Regions from separate parts of the Mus musculus genome. Here regions 2 and 3 are each linked to region 1. Evidence: chromatin contacts called from public Hi-C and targeted proximity ligation data. All regions are on one chromosome and are shown on one strand. The core of a region is the stretch at or near the end of the contact, and the rest is flanking DNA. Distances in the headings are between cores, read along the strand shown. Region 1 overlaps Lrp5 (low density lipoprotein receptor-related protein 5). Region 2 overlaps Kmt5b (lysine methyltransferase 5B). Region 3 overlaps Ppp6r3 (protein phosphatase 6, regulatory subunit 3).

What was found. Hi-C and Micro-C count contacts between places; a contact is called where the count stands out from the background.
Region 2: a targeted proximity ligation map of pancreatic cancer cells shows a contact between it and region 1. A contact is called at or near these places in 1 of 130 datasets of targeted methods (pancreatic cancer cells) and 2 of 9 other capture datasets (adipose tissue and pancreatic islet).
Region 3: a contact with region 1 is called in a Hi-C map of liver, with 1.4 times the contacts expected there.

What each region holds. Positions count from the first base shown.
Region 1 is chr19:3,667,887-3,670,656 of GRCm38.p6, reverse strand. All of the region lies in intron 1 of Lrp5 (low density lipoprotein receptor-related protein 5), which reads left to right. Among named protein-coding and RNA genes, the nearest start is that of Gm36672, 17 kb to the left of the region's middle.
Region 2 is chr19:3,809,203-3,811,972 of GRCm38.p6, reverse strand. All of the region lies in intron 10 of Kmt5b (lysine methyltransferase 5B), which reads right to left. Among named protein-coding and RNA genes, the nearest start is that of Gm16066, 6.4 kb to the right of the region's middle.
Region 3 is chr19:3,538,284-3,541,053 of GRCm38.p6, reverse strand. The region is part of intron 2 of Ppp6r3 (protein phosphatase 6, regulatory subunit 3); the gene reads left to right. Among named protein-coding and RNA genes, the nearest start is that of Ppp6r3, 36 kb to the left of the region's middle.

The DNA.
Region 1 (2,770 bases), core at 182-2,681:
AGGTCTCCACCAGTCTTCCGGACTTCCTATGTAGCGGGGAAGATGAGGAACATTGCCTAGTGATCGCATGTTGTTCACATAGCTTTTACAGAACTGTCAGCATTGCGCACAATGCGCCAATCTTGTTTTTTTGTTTTTGTTTGTTTTAGGTTTATTTTTATATGCGTGAGTGTTTTGACTGCATCTGTGGCTTTGCATGACTGGATCCCTTGGATGTAGAGTTACATGATTGTGAGCAGTCGTGTGGGTGCTGGCAATGGAACTCAGGTTCTCTGGAAGAGCAGCTGGTGCTCTTAACCCCTGAGCAGTCTCTCCAGAAAACACTCCCCCTGTTTTTGAGACAGGATCTTATTAGTCCACCTAGACTGTCTTGACTTGTGATCCTGCCGCCTCAGCCTCTGGAGTGCAGGGGTCGTAAGTTTGAGTCCCACACCTAGTTCTCTAATGAATCAACCTAAGTGTTGTGGAGAGACAGTCCCCTCCCCCACCAGGCACCTGAGTCCTCTGGGCTGAGTTGCCCCAGGTGGTACTTTGCAAGGTTCCTTGCCTTTATTAGGCCTCAGTCTTCTCATCTGTAGCACAGGTGACTGCAAATCCACCTCCTATGGGGACTAAGGACCATTTGGCAGATAGCAGTCTAGGAAGGCGGGCAGGCATGGGATCTGTGGGGGTCAGCAAGCCAGGACCTGCCCCAGAACAGAGCCAGACTAGAGCTTCTCTCTGGATTTCTTCAGTAGGGAGTTTGGGTTATCCTTGGGTCTCTGCACAGTCCGTGTGTCCTGGTGTCCATAACAGGCACTGTGGGAAGGGCTCCTGGGTTCTTCTGCATCCTCACCAACTTCTGGACCTGCTGCCCCTGAGGCTCCAAGACAGCTAGAGTCCAGACTCACATAGAATCCTCCAGGCACGTCTGTGCCCTGATAAGCTTGGTTGAGGCCAGAAGGCCAGGGGCTAGAATTTCATCTCTACGCCCCCAGAGATGGTTTGTGTCTTTCCCTTCATTGTTTTTGCCTGTCCATTTGGCCACATGGTGGACAGAATTGTCATTGGATCCTGAGTTGGCGCCTGTCACCATTTTGGGCGGTGGCCCCTGTGCCTTGGCACCTGGGTTCCCACTTTTTTTCCAGGAGCTGTGGCTTGTTTGAAAGCAGAAACTTGCAAGTTTGGCTCAATAAACAGACTTTGGAGAGCGATGATAAGTTTCGCGGGTTTCTGACTCGTCTCTGCACTACTTAAAGGAAACAGGCGCTGGTACAAAGGTAGGCTTGTTTCTGAAATCGGTTCTCCAGTTTCCTCTCCGAGGACAGAACAATGTGATCTTTGTGGCCACACGGGAACCACTTCCCTCTCTGGCCCGCAGGGGAGGGCCTGGGCCATCCCACCTTCTCCCACCTCCGTGGAAATGCGTCAGTGCCAGCTAGCTGGCAGGTCTGACTGACTGTTGCAGGGTTGGCAGTAGTTCTCAGGGTGTGGCACCGAGGCACCACAGCCTGACTGCAGCTCCAGTCCTGGGTCCCTAAGTTCATCCTTGCTGAATTCTTAATCTGCATCGGTCTTGGGGACACAAGGACTCTGATCTCTTCCTGACCTTGAGTGTCAGTGGCTCTTTCCCGATGCTGGGGACAGTACCCAGGGCTTCATATATGTTGAGCAGACATTGCAGTTCCAAGCCTTTGCATCTAGTGCTGGTCCTCAGTGAAAGGGGAGCCCAGGCTCAGGTCACTGTGCAGATGCACCGTATGGTGGCTGCCAGGAAAATCCCGGTGTCCACAGAGTCCACGAAGCCCGGCTGCTCAGCTTAGTTTTTTGCTAAAGATGGGTGAGGGTCCCAGGCCATATGCAGGGTAAACGTGGCACAGCAGGAGCCCTGTGCCGTTCCCAGAAGTTCTGTGTAGTTTGTGCTTGCGCTGCTTTTGATACTTAGACAGTGGTCTGATGAGAACAATTCCTGGGTGTGTGTGCTTCTTACACTAGGTGTGGTTAGTGACGATTTCCTTTGTAAATAAATGCGTCCTCCTTTGGAACACCCAGAAAACAACAGATTAAACAACTGAGGCTTGTGCTGGCCGCTGCCCAGTGGCTGAGATGGAACCACCACAACCCCAGGATGAGAGATGGGGAAACTGAAGCTCAAAGAGGTAGAGAGTGGAAGCCTATTTGCATTGTAAATGGTTTCTTTGAAATTACTTTAAGGGTCTGTGTCTCTTCTACCCCTGCAGGCACCAGGTATGTGCATTGTATATTGACATACATGTAGCCTAAACACCTGCATGTGTGTTCTCACTTTCTGTCCCCTCCTCTTGCCCCTCCCCCTCTTCCTCTCCCTCTCTCCCTCTTTCCAGATCATGAAACTCGCCAAAGGGGCCCCTGGGTTCTGCTCCTTGGTGTCTGAGACACGGTTAACGTATGTGAAACGGACCTGGGGACAGGCTGCAATGTCACAATTATCCTCTTGGGGGAGTTGTCTGATGGGCTGCTCTTCCTATATATGAACCTGAGTGGCTGTCCTGTACCTGGTAGAACAAGCCAGGAGACCTTGAGAGAAAGCTGCCGCTGTCCCAAGGAAGGACTTGCCTCCGTCAGAGTGTCCAAGCACTCAGTCCCCAGGGGCTCCGAGTGCATCTCCGTTTTGGGATTGCTGTCTTACTCTTTGCCGTGGTCGTGGGCCACTTCCGGGAGCCTGGCAGGCTGAGAGCCATGGGACCAAGATGGTGTGTAATCAGAATGCTATATTTTGTCGAAAATAAGAATGTTAGTAATGGGCTGGTTT
Region 2 (2,770 bases), core at 68-2,567, 140 kb before region 1:
CTTTGAATATAATTTTCCAGGTGACAAGTACCTACCTGGCCACTTGCCATCAGATGCTAGCAGTTCCTATGCCTCTAGCCCTCCTGAACACTGATTGAAGCTGCTCCAGGGCTGATAGGCCTGCACTGTCGCCCAGAGCTCTGGCAGCTTCTCCCTCAGTTCTCTACCCTGTCAGTAGTATATTCCATCTATCCACTGCCCAAGCTGATCATCCCTGATTCTTCCTTCCCTAACTGCCTGCAGTTAAGTCACCGTCCCACATGGCACTACCTCCTGCCTGGCCCACGCAGGGCACTGGCCCACTCTTATCTCCCCAGAGGCAGAATGACTTGTCTCATTGTCTCATGTCCCCCTGGAAGGCAACCCTTGCAACACCCTGATGTCCTGAGAATAAAGGCTGAAACCTTCAACTAAGTCACATTCTTTCTTTTCTCCATCCGTGAAGCAGCAGCTTTCCAGATTAGGCCTTCCGACTTGTGAGCTTGGGCTCGTGAGTCCCTCTGCTATGGACACGCTTCACCTGGCTAGTTTCCTCCTTTAGAGAGCCTCTTCTAATTGGACTCTTGGCGTCAAAGGCTCTCTTTACTTAGTTCTTAATTTAGTCCGTTAGCTGAATTCCATTTTAAGTTGACTCTAAGTCCAATTTCTCCCAGACCCTCCCTTTCTTAGACTCCCTGTAGGTAGCAGTGCCAAGCACTGACCAAACTTATGTTTGTGATCTGAGCAAACTTATGTTTGTGATCTGAGCACAGACTACACTTGGCACACTGTTTCAGAAAAGATTGCCCTTGTATTTCTGTCAAAGTATTCAGAGTTTATTTGAAAAGTATCATCTCACTAAAAGTCCAGCGAAAAGGTGAGCTCACTGAAAGCAGGAAGCAGGAAAATGTGATTAAGACTCTCCAAGAGTGCCAGGGGTGAGTCACTATGCAGACACTTAAGAATACTTGTGAGAGATGGGGCTTCCATGATGCTAAGTCTAGAGGAGGAAAGCTGGTGGACACGACGAACTGTGAGTCAACCATTTCAAAGTGTATTGAGATTCAGTCAGGGCCCTGATGTCCACGGAGGCAGGAGTGCCCTAGCTGCCCTTGCTGAGGGCACTTTCTCTCTTTTGTAACGGTCAATAAATCCCAAATGCATAAGCTGGATGGTAACTTTGGGGGAGGCGGGGCATACAATTCTCCTGACAGCTACCTGCTGGATACTGCACACAAGTCACATGATGACCTAGAGTGACTCTTAACATACCTATGAAGGAACCAAGCTTCCTTAGGCAGGTGATCTATCTCCACATGCCAGCTGCTGAGAGCTGGTACTTGAGCTTGGCTGTGGCTCCAGACACTGAGTTCCTGACCACTGTTATGCTACCTACATTACAGCTTCAGTTCCAACTCACAAAGGGCACACCGTACGTATGGCCACCGACTGCGGCTGCTCCGGGATGTCACTTAACACAGTAGCATGCCGCTCTGTGTGCACCATAAAGAAGCACAACAAAAGAACACTAGTGTTGCCTTGAGCTCTTAGACTATGCTGGCAAAGCATGTGAATCAAGTCTGTACAAGGGCCATTTGTAGTTTAGAATCCAGAAAACCCTAAGCAGCACGTGAAAGTCTCCCATTTATCAGGCACAAGGATTTTTGCCTGACCGACTGGCAAAGGCCACCTGAAAAGAGTGATGGCATAGAAAGGCAGGCCGCCTGAGCAGGAGAACGAGCCAGTGAGACCTCCATGCCCAGGCAGGAGCTCCTTTAGACCGCATAAACTCTCTCTACTGGCATGTCTGTTGGGCACTGTATTGGCTTGTGTTGAGGGCAGTGCCTGTCCAGTTTTGGGTGCTACTTGAGTTTTCACATTTCAGACACCTTATCACTAACTATAGGAGACAGACAAGCCAGTAAGGTACCAAGGCCTAGAAAACCATGACCCTCCAAAGGGCACTGGAACTTAGACTGGAGGACTCATTTTGGACATGGGATGTCTTGTTGTCTTCACTCCTGGGTGCTAAAGCAGAAAGTCACCGTGGCCCTCCTGAGACCCCATCTCTCAGGCCTTGCTTAGAGAAAGAATGTCTTCCTTGGGCCTAGGTAGCAATGTTGCCGTGTACACCTGTCAAAGCAGGACTTCTACCAGCTGCCAAACTGCAAGAAAAGGCAGGGGAAAGAGAAGCGAGCAGGCCAACAGCAGGCCCTGTCCATACACGAGGCATGCCTGAAGCCCTGGGAGAAAGTTCCGATGCTTGTTGAATTATGGTCAGGATATTCTGGTAAAACCTTAACTTCTAAACACAACACTGACTAGGTAACCACACTGGCAGGCGCCTGAGTTTAGCACAATGGAAGGACAGCACTGACTTGTCGTCTAACTTCCACACATGTGCCATGGACACACTCTCCAGGGTCAAAAAAGAAAAAAAAAAACCTCACAAGATAGCTAAAGCATAGGTAAGAAAAAGGGCAAAGGACACAACAGGTGCCTGTCCTATACACTTCTAGATGTCATCTCCTGCCAGGCAAGAGTGGCAAAATGACACCCAAGCCTTGGCTCTTCCTGAGCTGTGGGCCATGCCTCCAAGTCACTGACAGTAAGCTTTGGCTTACTTTAACATACATGTTGCTAAAAGGCATCCTGATTAATAAACCCAGCACCTAACACAAGCAGCCAATACCAAGGCTGAACTTCCTATTCTAAGATGCCGAGGCTACAGCCCAAAGGTGCTGCTCATGCTCTCTGCCCTTGAGAAAAAACAGCGCTGCAGTAACTTTGC
Region 3 (2,770 bases), core at 139-2,638, 130 kb after region 1:
CTAGCATGCCAGAGATCCTAGGTTCAGTTTCTATCCTCTGAAAGCCCCACCCCCACTCCGGAGCCAAAGAAAGCTGTTTGCACATGTTATGCTGGTTTTGTGTGGATATTAGACTTTTTAGATAGTTCATTGTTTTCAGTCTTTTTATTCATTTGTTGGCTGTCATTTCCTATTTTTTAATGCCATTATATTTCACTAAAGTTACCGTAATAGAGAAAGGTTATGCAGGGTCATGGTCACTAAGCTTGTAGAGCCTTCCTATTTTCTTCCAGGGGTTCTATGACAGCCATATATATAGCTATAATTTGTACCTTGTACATCAAAACAGTTTTGATAGGCTGAGTGGCAGTCATTTAGTGTGGCCTTCTCCTAGAATGAAGCTGCCCTCGCAGAGGCTCTCCACATGCTGCAGTCTCTCCTTAGCAAGCTCTAGCTTCTGCTCTCCGTGATCTTTACTTTCTTCTTTGGTTCTTATTTATTCTTGCTCCACAGGATAGGTTTTCTGTTATACATAATAACGGAAAAGAAGTGTTTCCAAACCTACTTGTTTTGCCATTAAAGTGGTTGAGTCTTTTGTAACTTCTGGCCATTTTGGATACCAGTGTGGTTGTCAGTCTTCAGTTTCCTTCAAAGTAAGACACTGTATTTGGTGACATAATGTGATATAGTCCAGTAAGATGCCATCTGTCCAGGGTAGGTCACAGTGAGATAGTATCTATCTTCCATGGACTGGGACAGGTTTTATTTATTACATTTTTTTTCTTTTTCCAATTTTTTTATTAGGTATTTTCTTCATTTACATTTCAAATGCTATCCCGAAAGCCCCCTATATCCTCCCCCGCCCTGCTCCCCTACCCACTCATTCCTACTTCGTGGCCCTGCTGTTCCCCTGTACTGAGGCATATAAACTTTGCAAGACCAAGGGGCCTCTCTTCCCAATGGTGGCCGACCAGGCCATCTTCTACATACGCAGCTAGAGACACGAGCTCTGGGGTACTGGTTATTACCACAGCTTAAGATTATGTATTAGCTATGCTGTAGTCTAACTGAGTTGTTATAGTATAACTGAGTCACAATCAAGTACAGTTTAACCAGTTTTTCTTTCACCTTTAATATTACATTTTTTATGTGTAAGTTACACTGAAGAGGACATCAGATCCCATTACAGATGGTTGTGAGCCACCATGTGGTAGCTGGGATTTGAACTCAGGACCTTCGGAAGAGCAGTCAGTGCTCTTAACCGCTGAGCCATCTCACCAGCCCCAATATTACATTTTTTAAAGTTACATTGTTATTCACTTATTTTGTGTGCCTCTCTGTATGTGTGAGTGGGGATCAGAGGTCAACTTGTGGAAGTCATTTTGCCTGCCTATGATGTGAGTTCCAGGAATCAAAGGTTGCCAGGCTTGACAGCAAGTGCTTTTACCCCCGTGATCCTCGGGACAGGCTTTTGTGCTGTTACTGCCCTGTCTCTTGTCTGGCTGTAGGCACTTCTCTTTCCTGTTTGGCTTGTCTGTTAATACCACCATCCTGCCTTGTGGGTCAGAGGTTTGGAGAGTATTCGATGTTTTAATAGAAAGCTCTTCATTTCTTTTCCTACTTGTGTTCACCCCTATTCTGGCATGTGTAGCTTTCCTTCCCCTCAGAATAATCCATACCATTTTCGAAGGCCTTTGTTCCCTTTTTCTCTCGTATGTATGTTTCTGGGCGAGCCTTGCTCCTCGTCTGCCATTGCTCTTACATACCCCTTCCCTTCCCAGTCCGACCTCAGTTTAAAACAGAACCAAGAATCTCCTTTTCCTACTAGGAGTATCTCATTTTTCTTATACATGTGACAGTTACTTTTGAAATTGTGCAAACCAGAAACAGCTTCCCATGTCTGGTTGTGGGCTGCTTAATGATGTTTCCAACGTCCACAGACCGTGCATGTGGCAGTGGTTCCATAGAGTATGTTACCCAGTAACATCACGCCGTCTGAGTCTGTGATGTGAGAACAAAATGACAGAACTGCCTAATGTAATGCTTCTTAGACAGCTCCCATTGGAAGGGGATTCTGGCTATTCATTCAAGTTGAACATGCATATTTATGCAGGAACAAACTATAGTACTTGAACTATTTGAATTAGTTGACAAAAAGTAAGTCTGGATTTTTCTTGGTAGTAGTTAACTTTTTCCTTTTCTTTTTTCTACTCCCTAGACTTCCTTTACCCTCCTCCTTTGTTTTTGCTTTTTGTCTTTATGTCTTTCTTTTAAAGAGATGGAGTCTCTTAACATTGTCCAGGCTGGTTCCATCTTCTTGGACTTAAGTAATTCTCCTGCTTCAGCGCTAACATGCTGGACTTTGGCATGTATGTATGTGTGCATGTATTTATGTATTATATTAATTTTATTTCATGTGTTATTGTGTTGCCTGGATGTATGTACATGTCAGATGACTGAGGAGATCAGAAGAAGGCACTGGATTCCCTCAAATTTGAGTTGAGAATGGTTGTGAACCACCATGTAGGTGCTGGGAATTGAACCTGGGTTCTCTAGAAGAGCAACAAGTGTCTTAACCACTGAAGTCACCCCCCAATTATTTTATATGTATGGGTGTTTTACCTACATGTATGTTTATGAACCCCATGTATATCTGATGACTGCATAAGCCAGAACAAGGACATCACATCCTTTTGAACTATAGTTACAGATAGTTGTGTGCCACTATGTGAGAATTGAACCCAAGTCCTCTGAAGTTGGACTCAATTCTACTTTGTTTATCTTTCCAGCT